Linked DNA regions of Sus scrofa: region 2 is linked to region 1. A link is a contact called in public HiChIP or PLAC-seq data. All regions are on one chromosome and are shown on one strand. The core of a region is the stretch at or near the end of the contact, and the rest is flanking DNA. Distances in the headings are between cores, read along the strand shown.

Region 1 (2,700 bases), core at 200-2,699:
GAAACTACCCATATTTCCCAAAAATCTCCCGAAGGGAAGAAAACATCTAGTGATACACTGTGTTTTCCAGTTCCACCTTTTTACCATCCCCACAAGATATCCCATCCAAAGAGCCTAACTCGGCCAGATTAAACACGCTTAAGACTATTTTCTTAACATTTCCTCAAGGACATGCCTTAATGATGCAGAGCATCACATAATTAATGCACAGTAGAGTTTACCTCAGCAAGTCCAAAATCTCCAGGATCTGGCCGTAAACCAGCTACCTATTTGATTTCTTGTTGTTCAGCCTTCTCACCAAATGAATAATGACCATTGCCTGCACCTGGCTCACTCCAAGAGCCCTAAAGTATGGTTTCCCTCCCTCATCTGCAACACCCCACTCACCTTTGCCAAAGTCTTCCCCTTCGAGGCTCAGTTCAAGTTCTGCCACCTCTGACACCTCTGCTAAAAAGAAATCATCAGACTAAGTCAGAAGACATTGCCTTCAGCCAACTGTTTTGCTATAATTAAAGTTTCTCTTAAGTGTAATTTACATAACAACAGAAAACTGCTGCTGCTGCTGCAACAGAAGTTTCATTTTAGTAAGAAAGGGGTCTGGGCTTCACTATTACATAACAGCACTAGCTAAAAAAAATGGTACAGTACTGCCTTCCTTATGAATAACTGCATGCTAATCACTGTTGAGATTGGGAATGTGTCCTACTCTTCCTATTTTACTGCAGCAGAAAAAGGTCAAACACGGTCCTCTCTCAATATGGGAGGGATAAAGGCCTAGGTTTCATTCTTGGGAGGTGAGTTTTAACTCGTGTAACTGAATTAGAGCAAACTAATTAGCCTTTTAAAGCCCAGGTGGGAATTGTAATTCCTACCTCCAGGGCTTGTTGAAAGAGTAAGAAAAGGTAAGAGCACAGATGAGCACTCCACGAACACAAGCCGTACACAGAACGAAGTGTATTTGTGCACAAAACATCGCCCCTGATTGATATCCAAATGAACAAAGTGTGGGGAGTGGACTAGTCCTTCACCGGGGCCCGGACTCGTCAGGATGTCATGAACCCCTTGAAATTGGCGAAGAATAGCCTGCTCAATTGCATTGGTATATCCTTGTGCGAAAATGATACCGGGTCTGAAAAGAGTTCGTGACCCCAAATAGGCTGGGGGTTCAAACGGAGGGCGATTAGAGCTCTTGATTTAGGTACAGGGATGGGGGTGACCTAAGGCTGCGGCCGGCTTCCCTTCCTCCAGGAGCGCCCGCCCGGGGCTCCCTTCTCTTTGCCTCTGGGGTCCTGTGCGGCCTTCAGGGCCCCTCCGTTACCTCCAGAAACCTACGCTGGGGCGGAAACCCGCGGGTCCTCAGCGGCTGGCGGAACCTGCGACCAGCGGACTGTGGCGGGACCGAATCTTCAAACCTGGAGCGGGGGCGGGACCGAGGCGGGGAGCAGGGAGCGCGACGGGACGGTGTTCTTGGGCGGGGCGGGGACTTGTCAGCAGCGTTCTCGGCGGCCGGGAAAGGCGGGCGCGGACAGCTGAGAAGGCAGGAGTTCGCCAGACGGTGAAGGGTTAGTGTTCCCCGCCGAGCAACGTTCTCTCGCCGGAAGAGCCTGCGAAGGGGCGGTATTCTCGTGTGGGGCGTGGCCTTGAGAGGGCGGTGCTCTCGTGCGGGGCGGGGCCTGTGAGAGGACGAAATTCTCCGACCTGGCAAGGACTTTAAGGGAGCTGCATTCCTGGAGGCGGGGAAAGGCTAACGCGGAGAGCCGGGAATCCGGGAGCTGTTTTCCGAAGGGACGATGTTCTCCGGGGGAGCGGGTTCTCGGGGGTTGAGGGGGTGGGAGGCGGGGCGAGCTGGGGCCTGACTAACGTGTCGGCTTTGAGTGGAGCTTGCGGAGCGGAGGGGCGGAGCCATTGGAGGCGGGGTCTGCTGCGGAGCTCAACTCCAAGTTTTGCGGCGGCGGAAGCAGAGTTGGCGGGGAGAGAGAAGGTGACTGTGGTGTGCGTGCTGGACGGTGAGTGATGCCTTCCAAGATTCTTTCCTCTGTGCGGTGGCCCTGGGCCGGATCCCTCCACCCCTCCAAACCTAACGCCCGCCCCGGGGACCTGCGCGAGCCTGCAGCTTCTCCAGGGAGACGGGCAGGGTTCGGGCGGTAGGTCCTTTGTTTTGCCACGACGACGGGGGCGGGGACGAGCTGAATCCCGCAGATCCAGAGACCCAGCCCGGAGATGGGAGCCCAGGCCGGGGAGCGGAGACCCGGCTGCGAATGCCGAGCTTTGGGGATGGGAGGCTGGACTGAAGATAGGCTGGGCCGCACGGGTGGCGGGAGACCACACCGGGATGTGGAACCGGCAACGGGAGGCTGGGGAGCGGAGACCCAGTCGGAGTCAACGAGCCCAGGGGATTGGTGGATGAACGAAGATCCAGAAGCCTGGTGGAAAAAGAGGAAGTCGGTAGAACTGGGTCAGCACGCCGAAGCTTGATAGCGGGAGGCTTGACCCGGTCGCTGAATCCGGGGAGAAGTGCGGGAGGCCAGGCGGGGGCGCTGAGGCCGGGTGGTAGGAACTCGGACCCGGGTTGCGGGAGGCAGCGGGGATCTGAGACTGAAATTTGAATCGGAAAGAAGTTGAAGAGGATGGGCTCGGAGAAAAGATGACCTGAGGGCAGGAGGCGAGCTGGTCAAGCTCTGGCCCTTGGGGCTGATCCTC
Region 2 (2,843 bases), core at 2-2,501, 710 kb before region 1:
GGTTCTATCAAGGCCACTATCGCCCTCATCTGTCATCATGGGAACCGCCCCCCTCCATGGCATCTGGGTTCCAATTGTCCTTTTTCAGTTCTCAAGTCAGGCTCTCTCCAGCCACAGGACCCTAGCATATGCTGTTTCACTTTAGCCAGGTACCACTATGCAGACCGCTTTCATTCCTCCAATTAATACTGATCCTTCTAATTGTTTAGTTCATTCCTCACTTCTTTAAATCCCTCTGTCATAGCGGCACGTTCTTCTCTTTACTACTCTTTCCAACCCCTCACCATGGTTAACTAATGGATTATGTTACACTGTAGGGATCCTTTAACCAACAACTCTTTCCCGCTGAACTGTGGTTTCCAAGAAGGAGGTTCTTCCTTACCAGAATGAAAAAAAATAAAGAAAGGAAACAGGGTGGCGGGGGTGACGGGGAGGGATAGAAAAGGAGTCCCTGTCTTGCATTTTCTGCACTGCTTAACTCTTCTTGAGCAACATTTACAAATCCATTCATTCAATGATTTCACAGTTTGCAAGCCACTCTGACTAGGGCTGTGGTACAAGCTAGGAAAACAGATTTTAAATAAATGCACAGATCCTGACCCTAGGGAGCAGTAGACAAGACTTAACTAAGTATAACAGGGTGGAACAGCAAGTTCCCATCGAAAGTTACGGATAAAGTGCCTTGGGGCGGGGGGTGAGGTGGGACAGAGGAACAGTAAACTTCTGGCTGAGGTGATGAACAAAATGACGTCCCACTAGGAAAACGGAGGCTCAGAGTAGGTAGGTATCTAAAGGACAACACCTGGGGGCCCCAAGGACCAAGTCACCTCTAAGAAGGGTACCCAATCCGAGAAGCGAGATCAGACGTCCCAGCTCCAGCCCGGGTCAAGTCAACTGCGGAAGCGACCAGAGCCACGAGCAACCTCAGGAAGAGCCCTTCCCGCGCCGGCCCTTGCTACTCAGCAACCCAGCAAGTTTTGCGAGGAGGTTTATTTTGGGACGTTGCCTCGGTTACGGGAGAATCCATTCCAAGAACGCTACCGGAGGATGTGTAAAGGTTAGAATCCCCATTGGAGAACCTCACAGAAAGACGTGAGAGTGTCTGTAGGATACGAATGACGCAGTCAACACAACTGTCCGAAAGTGAGTCTTCTCTTTCCCGCCTCTTTATCCATCCGCGAGATGTGGTGGAGTGGTACGTCCATGACGTATGCTGCAGGGAATGTTGGGAGTTGTAGTCGGCCTTTCTCAAAGCCCAGACGTCGATGACGCCACTTCCGGCCCAGCGTTCTGCGCGGTAGGCGGGCGTCCTCTGTGTTGGCCACGTAGCAGTTATGGTGAGTACCCCTTCTCGTCACCGAGTACTGCCTTTCCTCTCAGGCTTCACTAGTACCGCTCCACAGCCCTTGAAAGAACTGGTCCCGCCGGCGTCTTGGTGGCAGCTGCGACTCAGTGGCCTGGGCTATCTCGTCCATGGGCTGTCTAGTTAGGGCCGGAGGGAAACTGGCCCTGGCCCCCAGCGCAGCCACTTTTGACTACGCGCTCCACCTTTTACTTGTGAATGCAGTTTGCGAACCAGGCGTTTTTGTTTATTAGGGGTTTTTGAGGGTTTTGAAAAAGGATTGGACCTGGGGAAGATGTAACTTTCCAAATGGTCTATTCCCTTAGCTGCTGTGATGTCACACACTCTTGGTTTTCCCTCCTGATGGCTCAGCCAGCTCCTTTAATCATGTGGTGTTAAGTACTTTACGCCCTATAATTTCTACAAAAACAAAAAAACCTTTTTTTGGCCACACCCTGGGCATAGGGAAATTCCCACGCCAGGGATCAAATCCGAGCCACAGCTGAGACCTGTGCCACAGCTGTGCAGCTATGGCCGCACAAGATCCTTAACCCACCGCACCACAGTAGGAACTCCTCTCCAAAATTATATCTTCAGTTTAGATGTTTATTCTGAGCTTCAGACCTGCACACTACTAAATGTATCCCCACTTGAGTAGCTCATATGTATTTCAAACTCAGCAAGTTGAAAGCTGACCATTCCCACCTCCCCTCATTCCACACCTGCTTTTTCTCTAGTGATTCCCATCTCAGTTCATTGTGCTGCCCTTCCACTACTTGGTTGTTCAAGCCAAAAACCTGGAAATCATCCGTGACATCTCTCTCTTCTCAACTCCTGAACATCTGTTCAGTAATCACATCGTAAGGAACCGGCCTCAGTTGTCACTCCTTTACTCTAACACTATCAGATCCAACCATCCACTTTGGCCTCTTAAGTGGGGTTTTTTTGTTTTAGTTTGTTTTGTCTTGTTTTTAACACAACTGCACCTGTGGCACATGAAAGTTCCCAGGCTAGGGGTCAGTCGAATCAGTTCAGAGCTGCAGCTGCCAGCTCAGCAACTCAGGATCTGAGACACATCTGTGACCTACGCTGCAACTTGAGACAGTGTTGGATCCTTAACCCACCGAGGGAGGGCAGGGATTGAACCCACATCCTCCTGGATACTAAGTGGGTCTATAATCTGCTGAGCCACAGCAGGAACTCCCTTAAATGGTCTTTTAAGAAAGCCTTGGCCAATCTGAGCACCTGCCTGGGCTGGGCTCTTCCACCTCCACCCCCATCTTTCCTTTGGAATTATTCATACTGTTACCTATTGACTGCTTAGATCTCAACTTAATATTATTTCCTCAGAATATCTTAATTCAGAAATGTAAGGAGATTCTAGTGTATTCATGTAAGATCTCTTATGGAACCTTCACAACAGCTCTGTGAAGTTGTGTATTTTTCCAGTTTTACAAAGGAGAAGACAGACTTGAATGGTTAGTTATAAGGTCATACAGTA

Evidence for each region. HiChIP or PLAC-seq counts read pairs in DNA pulled down with a chosen protein or histone mark.
Region 2: an H3K27ac HiChIP or PLAC-seq map of skeletal muscle shows a contact between it and region 1, with 3 times the contacts expected there. The contact joins the promoter of UFSP2 here to the promoter of PRIMPOL in region 1. A contact is called at or near these places in 2 of 2 datasets of contacts at active chromatin or transcription factors (alveolar macrophages and skeletal muscle).

The regions. Positions count from the first base shown.
Region 1 is chr15:45,763,010-45,765,709 of Sscrofa11.1, reverse strand. PRIMPOL (DNA-directed primase/polymerase protein) reads right to left here and starts at 1,449. Exons shown (of 15, transcript XM_021076332.1): 1 at 1,319-1,449; 2 at 388-447.
Region 2 is chr15:46,469,024-46,471,866 of Sscrofa11.1, reverse strand. It overlaps UFSP2 (ufm1-specific protease 2), which reads left to right and starts at 1,251. Exons shown (of 11, transcript XR_002339221.1): 1 at 1,251-1,337. It overlaps C15H4orf47 (chromosome 15 open reading frame, human C4orf47), which reads right to left and starts at 978. Exons shown (of 8, transcript NM_001190210.1): 1 at 843-978.